Linked DNA regions of Mus musculus: region 2 is linked to region 1. Evidence: chromatin contacts called from public HiChIP or PLAC-seq data. All regions are on one chromosome and are shown on one strand. The core of a region is the stretch at or near the end of the contact, and the rest is flanking DNA. Distances in the headings are between cores, read along the strand shown. Region 1 overlaps Abcb1a (ATP-binding cassette, sub-family B (MDR/TAP), member 1A). Region 2 overlaps Abcb1b (ATP-binding cassette, sub-family B (MDR/TAP), member 1B).

Region 1 (3,694 bases), core at 1,035-3,534:
CTCAAATCTATGGTTCCAGATTTCTTTCCTAGGGTTTCTATCTCTAGTGTTGCCTCGCTTTGAGTTTTCTTTATTGTGTCTACTTCCCTTTTTAGGTCTAGTATGGTTTTGTTCATTTCCATCACCTGTTTGTATGTTTTTTCCTCTTTTTCTGTAAGGACTTCTACCTGTTTGATTGTGTTTTCCTGTTTTTCTTTAAGGACTTGTAACTCTTTAGCAGTGTTCTCCTGTATTTCTTTAAGTGATTTATTAAAGTCCTTCTTGATGTCCTCTACCATCATCATGAGATATGCTTTTAAATCTAGGTCTAGGTTCTCAGGTGTGTTGGGGTTCCCTGGACTGGGCGAGGTGGGTGTGCTGGGTTCTGGTGATGGTGAGTGGTCTTGGTTCCTGTTAGTAAGATTCCTCCGTTTACCTTTCGCCATCTGGTAATCTCTGGAGTTAGTAGTTATAGTTGACTCTGTTTAGAGATTGTTCTTCTGGTGATTCTGTTACCGTCTATCAGCAGACCTGGGAGACAGATTCTCTCCTCTGAGTTTCAGTGCTCAGAGCACTCTCTGCTGGCAAGCTCTCTTACAGGGAAGGTGCGCAGATATCTTGTATTTGGACCTCCTCCTGGCCGAAGAAGAAGGCCCAAAACAGGACCTTTCTCAGACACTGTGTTGCTTTGGCAGTTCCCAGGTGGTACAGACTCTCACCTAAGCAGACTAAATTCCTAAGTTCCTTGGAGTCCCGGGACCAAGATGGCGACCGCTGCTGCTGTGGCTTAGGTTGCCTCCCCAGCCGGGCGGGCACCTGTCCTCTGGTCCGGAAGGTGGCCGGCTGTCCCCGGCCCACACAGGGTGCTGCCTCAGCGCCTCTGTGCTTCTGCCTGTTCCAGAAGCTGTCAGGTTCTCTGGCGCACCCTCTCACCTGTTCAGACTAATTTCCTAAGTTCGGCAGGTCCCGGACCAAGATGGCGACCGCTGCTGCTGTGGCTTAGGCCGCCTCCCCAGCCGGGCGGGCACCTGTCCTCTGGTCCGGAAGGTGGCCGGCTGTCCCCGGCCCACACAGGGTGCTGCCTCAGCCCCTCTGTGCTTCTGCCTGTTCCAGAGGCTGTCAGGTTCTCTGGCGCACCCTCTCACCTGTTCAGACTAATTTCCTAAGTTCGGCGGGTCCCGGACCAAGATGGCGACCGCTGCTGCTGTGGCTTAGGCCGCCTCCCCAGCCGGGCGGGCACCTGTCCTCCGGTCCAGACGGTGGCTGGCTGTCCCCGGCCCACAAAGGGTGCTGCCTCAGTGCCTCTGTGCTTCCGCCTGTTCCAGAAGCTGTCAGGTTCTCTGGCGCACCCTCTCACCTGTTCAGACTAATTTCCTAAGTTCGGCGGGTCTCGGACCAAGATGGCGACCGCTGCTGCTGTGGCTTAGGCCGCCTCCCCAGCCGGGCGGGCACCTGTCCTCCGGTCCGGACGGTGGCCGGCTGTCCCCGGCCCACAAAGGGTGCTGCCTCAGCGCCTCTGTGCTTCCGCCTGGTCCAGAAGCTGTCAGGTTCTCTGGCGCACCCTCTCACCTGTTCAGACTAATTTCCTAAGTTCGGCAGGTCCCGGACCAAGATGGCGACCGCTGCTGCTGTGGCTTAAGGTCGCCTCCCCAGCCGGGCGGGCACCTGTCCTCCGGTCCAGAAGGTGGCCGGCTGTCCCCGGCCCACACAGGGTGCTGCCTCAGCCCCTCTGTGCTTCTGCCTGTTCCAGAGGCTGTCAGGTTCTCTGGCGCACCCTCTCACCTGTTCAGACTAATTTCCTAAGTTCGGCGGGTCCCGGACCAAGATGGCGACCGCTGCTGCTGTGGCTTAGGCCGCCTCCCCAGCCGGGCGGGCACCTGTCCTCCGGTCCAGACGGTGGCTGGCTGTCCCCGGCCCACAAAGGGTGCTGCCTCAGTGCCTCTGTGCTTCCGCCTGTTCCAGAAGCTGTCAGGTTCTCTGGCGCACCCTCTCACCTGTTCAGACTAATTTCCTAAGTTCGGCGGGTCTCGGACCAAGATGGCGACCGCTGCTGCTGTGGCTTAGGTCGCCTCCCCAGCCGGGCAGGCACCTGTCCTCTGGTCCGGAAGGTGGCCGGCTGTCCCCGGCCCACACAGGGTGCTGCCTCAGCGCCTCTGTGCTTCCGCCTGTTCCAGAAGCTGTCAGGTTCTCTGGCGCACCCTCTCACCTGTTCAGACTAATTTCTTAAGTTCGGCGGGTCCCTCACTTTTGTTTCTCCACTTCTGTTTGTTAACCCTGATATCTACAGCCTGTTCATGTGTATGTGTGTGGTGTGTGTGTATGTGCATGTGTGTGTTTGTGTGTATGTGTGTGTATTTGTGTTCATATGTATGTGTGTGTATATGTGTGAGTATATGTATGTGTGTGTGTGTGTGTGTGTAGTTTTATTGCTTATTACTGTAGAACTACAGAGTGGGAGAAATAATAAGCATTAGGCAAGTTATAAAGGTTAAAGAAATCTCAACAAGTCTAGTTGTCTGCCTTTATTCCATATGAAGTTAAAGATGAGACTGGACATGTGAAAATATTTATAAAACTCTTCAATTTTGTCTATAATTCTTGTAACTAGAAGTCATTTATTGAACATTTGTTGGGCATTTCTTTAAAGTTAGTCCTAAGCCCTTTGTTATTTAGTCATCACAGCTATTCTAAGAAGTGGCTACTGTGTCTCTGCTTTACATATTAATGAATTCAACCTTACACAGATTCAAAGACTGAATGAAGTCCTGGATTTCATTCACACTAGTAGAACACTGAAGTCTAAGCTCTGCTCTTTCATGTTTGTGTCTTGATTACCCAGGAGGTTAATCTTGCAATTCTTAGCAGATCTCTAGGTGATGCATGCCAGTACAATGCCTTGTATAGATTTGTTTTATCTGGTTAATGCCTCAGCTCTAGGATTTTTGATACACTGGATTATTTCTAGAACTTTAGGCTTACTATAGGGTGTAAAGTAAAATCCTTAGAGGCATAGATTTTATTAATACATAAACATGCTTGTTCTTGTATTGATTGCAATAAAACTATTTTCTATTATTATGAATTCATTATGCCTTTATTAAAGCCAGATAATATCTTCATTGATGGTTTACACAGTATTCAAAGCAGTTTTATTCATCAAAAATAAATTGACTGAGGTTTTGCTATAATTATCCATGTTTCAAAAGCCAGGTTTCTCTCTCTCCAGGCTAGAGAAGGCCGGACCACCATTGTGATAGCTCATCGCTTGTCTACCGTTCGTAATGCTGACGTCATTGCTGGTTTTGATGGTGGTGTCATTGTGGAGCAAGGAAATCATGATGAGCTCATGAGAGAAAAGGGCATTTACTTCAAACTTGTCATGACACAGGTGCAGTGGAACTCTAGCAATGTCCTAATTTATCTTGATGATAAGATGTAATCTATAGATAAGTATTACCTGATTGGATAATCTTGAAATGTAGAAGAGTCCTTAGGGTTTTTTGTTTTGTTTTTTTGTTTGTTTGTTTGTTTTTCCACGAGCCTGCACCTTCAGATCTGGTCCCATAGCTTGACTCATGCCATACTGCCCTCTTTCTCTAGGACAGAAAATTAAGAAGCTCTGTACCGTGACTTGATGATTCTCAATTCATGGTACATGGTTCCCCCCTGCCCCATGCTATTTAACACATACACTGTGCTGAACTAAATCATGTGA
Region 2 (3,258 bases), core at 586-3,085, 140 kb after region 1:
CACTCTGTTATCACCATTTAAGTTTTTATGTCCTCAACCCTTCATAACTTGTCTTTACCCACAAACACTTTGTAACCTCAGACCTTACATAAACATCACACTTTTTCCTATCGAGTCATTCACCGGGAGACATAGGTGGTTAACTACTGGGAGCAGTCACTGTAAACTGAGTTCCTTTAGATAAAGGAAAAGTAAAAAGTTACTTCTTTCACTAGTCTAGTCTTCAAACGCTCAGAGACCTGAGAAGACACATTTTACATGAGTCAGCAAGGAGTGCAGATCAAGCAGCTTCCAAGTCTATTGAAAAAACAGAGAACTACCAGCTACCTGGTCCCTAGGCTCCTCTGTAGTTGGTAGGGCGTCTTTCTTTAGCTATCAGGCCTTGGCAGACTTTTCCATGAAGCAGGAACTTTGGAAGGCTGTCCCATCTTTGTCTAGGCAAAATGAGGCAGTCAGTTTTCCAATGTCCTGCCTGTCCATAGGCAATCAGGAGTCTACTGTCCAGTGGCCAGCTTTGACACATTTGAAGCAAGTGTCAGGAGCGTCTTCTGTGTCCATCTTTGGAGGAGGAGGAAAGGAGATTAAGGGTGCTGTCAGGAGCTGACATGCCTACATGAAAAGCTTTTTATTAAACATTTTAAAATGCCATATTCTGCAAGTCTCTAAAGTCAGAGGACCATCTGTCTATCTAAATAGACAAACTTTGTGTGTTTCTAGTTATCCGTCCTAGGCTCAACCTTGAAGACATATACAGGAGGCAAAAAGGCTTATTCCTGTTATCAATTGCATTCGTTCTTAGCATCACTTCAAATATATTTCTGAACACTTTAAAGTGTATGATCATTTATAAGGTGGCTGACTACCAACTTGCATTTCTTAATTATCATTAATAGTTTGCAATAATTTACTAACTTTTATAAGTCTAGGACTTTATGTTTTATCTCTTAGGTTTAGATTTAAAATAACAATTTTAAATTGGAGCCTTCTCAACATCAAAACAAAACTTTTTAATCCATAAACATAAAAATATCTATAGCTTAATGTTAGCAAAAAAGAGGATAAACAGATTTTCAGTCAGTGATTTATAGCCTATTTAATGTTGTAAACCTCCAAAACCTTTCTAAAAAGAAGTTTAAAGTCTCTCAATTGTGTTTTTGTAATATAGAAATAAAGTGCCTTTTTAAATGTGAAGAGAGAGCCATAATTTTCAGAAGGCAAAAACCCACATTCTGACACAAGGGAAGAACTGGACCTTAATGAAGTGTCTCCAAGCTCCTTTGTCACAATCATGGCAGGCCCCCCTTTCTGGGAAAAGTTTCTAAGTGGCAAAGACATGAACAAAGGTGATGTGTTTAAACAGGAGTAGGAAGGTCAAAAGTCTGTCCCTGTCCCCACCCTGTCTCTGCCTACACCTCCACACCCAAGACCCTTGTGGTTCAGAAATTCCTGGAATGCTAATCCTTTGTAGAGCCTTCCCTGGCTCCAGACAGGCAAGTGCTTCTTTCTTCCCACAGCACAGTCCTCAGGAACTCCCTCCACTGCACTGATCACATGCAGCTCCCCTAGGTCCTCACATCAAGGACATGCCCGCTGCCCTGTCACCCACAGCTTGAGTGTGCTGGGTAGATGTGTTGGGAGGTGTCCTACTCTACAGATCACCAGTGTTGTGTGTCCCACAGTGTGGAAAAGGGAATGTAAAACAGGCTCTTCTCAGGGTTCCAGGCCAGTTCTCTTCCATCAACCCACTGAGATGTAATCCTACATTAAAGATGAAGACAGCACTGAGTCTCAGAGACGAGGCAGTTTCCCAAATTCACACAGCTAATCCAAAGGGGATCCAGCTGAGTTCCTTAGAACTGGAGTGCACGGTATCTGTCACGCCTGCGTGCCTCACTGACAAGCCACAGCAAGCTGCTTGAATGACTGAGCGATGGACTGAATCTGCACTGTCTTCTTTCCAGAAATGCGATGAAGAAAGCACACGTGTTTGGGATCACGTTCTCCTTCACCCAGGCCATGATGTATTTTTCTTATGCTGCTTGTTTCCGGTTCGGTGCCTACTTGGTGGCACAACAACTCATGACTTTTGAAAATGTTATGTTGTAAGTATTGATTTTCTAAATAGATAAATATTTGATATATTGATTTATTCCAAGTCTTTGAAGCAATGAAATTTGCTGACACACCATTCATAGATTTAAAAATCTTAGATGTAAAAATCTATTTAATTAGGAACCGCCAAAGGAAACTTATGAAAAGTGGCCACTTTCTAAAAAAAAAAAAAAAAAAAAAAAAAAAGTCCCACACATTTAAATGTTACATAAGGAGAGAAAACCATCATGTGGTTTTTTTAGTTGTAATTTTAAAAATTGCAGTATATTCCTTTAGCATATGTGTGTGTGTGTGTGTGTGTGTGTGTGTGTGTAGGCCCAAGAAAAGGAAGTGGTGGGTTCCTAGTGTTCTGGAATATTCTTCAGCATTATGCTGGTTTGAGTGGTTACTCTGACACAATGTGATGTATGTGGAGAAAAGCAAGGGCCTTTGAATGGTGTTCTGGGGCATGATGGGAAAGGAAGACAAAGATTTCCCCTGTTTTAGAAATAGTTTAGCAATAGAGTTAATGAAACATGGCACCCACTAAAGCAGAGCTACAAGCCAATTTAGGAGAAGGTCCAGGCATAAACATGACAACTATACTTGGTATCTCTAAGGTCCTTTCCAATCTATGCTGTGAAGGCCACGTCACAAATGCAAATGTATCTTAATAGCTGCATGGCATGCTAAGTAGGGAGACGCTCGTCACATACTTCATAGGCTTTGTGAGAATATGTTCCCACAACCAGCCATGAGGCCTCAGTGACACAGAATTAAAAACATTTATTTTGTGCATAAGTCAGTTGTACTGATCTGAGTTAGTGTTACAGGACAGGGTAGGTGGCTAGTGTGTGAGGGGTGTCCTCTGCGCATGCTTTATCTTGTAGTAGAAGGAGGGAGGGAAGGAGGTGAGGGGGACGGGAGAGAGAGAGAACATAGAAATGAAAATGAAGAAACCTACTAAGCATACAAGACTCTTAGACACCTAGCTGACGACAGCAACTCTGCTGCACCTTGCCAATAGAAATAAGTCACAAAGCAAACCTACATTCGAAGGGTTGGAAACACACTTCATCTTTTAAACAGAAGTGTTTGCAAAAGTCAGAGAGAGATGAAAGAACTGGCTATTTTGTATCCAGCCACACTGCTATGCATTTCAGGAAC

The links. HiChIP or PLAC-seq counts read pairs in DNA pulled down with a chosen protein or histone mark.
Region 2: an H3K27ac HiChIP or PLAC-seq map of embryonic stem cells shows a contact between it and region 1, with 5 read pairs. The contact joins two enhancer-like sites. A contact is called at or near these places in 3 of 115 datasets of contacts at active chromatin or transcription factors (CD8 T cells and embryonic stem cells) and 3 of 9 other capture datasets (adipose tissue, liver and pancreatic islet).

What each region holds. Positions count from the first base shown.
Region 1 is chr5:8,709,982-8,713,675 of GRCm38.p6, forward strand. Abcb1a (ATP-binding cassette, sub-family B (MDR/TAP), member 1A) reads left to right here. Exons shown (of 30, transcript NM_011076.3): 17 at 3,206-3,367. Among named protein-coding and RNA genes, the nearest start is that of Gm31157, 16 kb to the left of the region's middle. Within about 2 kb of position 2,285, at least 2 of the 459 cell types and tissues checked have an H3K27ac peak or open chromatin away from gene starts, as enhancers often do. A contact at or near this core is called in embryonic stem cells, where this site is marked.
Region 2 is chr5:8,847,551-8,850,808 of GRCm38.p6, forward strand. Abcb1b (ATP-binding cassette, sub-family B (MDR/TAP), member 1B) reads left to right here. Exons shown (of 28, transcript NM_011075.2): 23 at 1,962-2,102. Among named protein-coding and RNA genes, the nearest start is that of Abcb4, 45 kb to the right of the region's middle. Within about 2 kb of position 1,836, at least 5 of the 459 cell types and tissues checked have an H3K27ac peak or open chromatin away from gene starts, as enhancers often do. A contact at or near this core is called in embryonic stem cells, where this site is marked.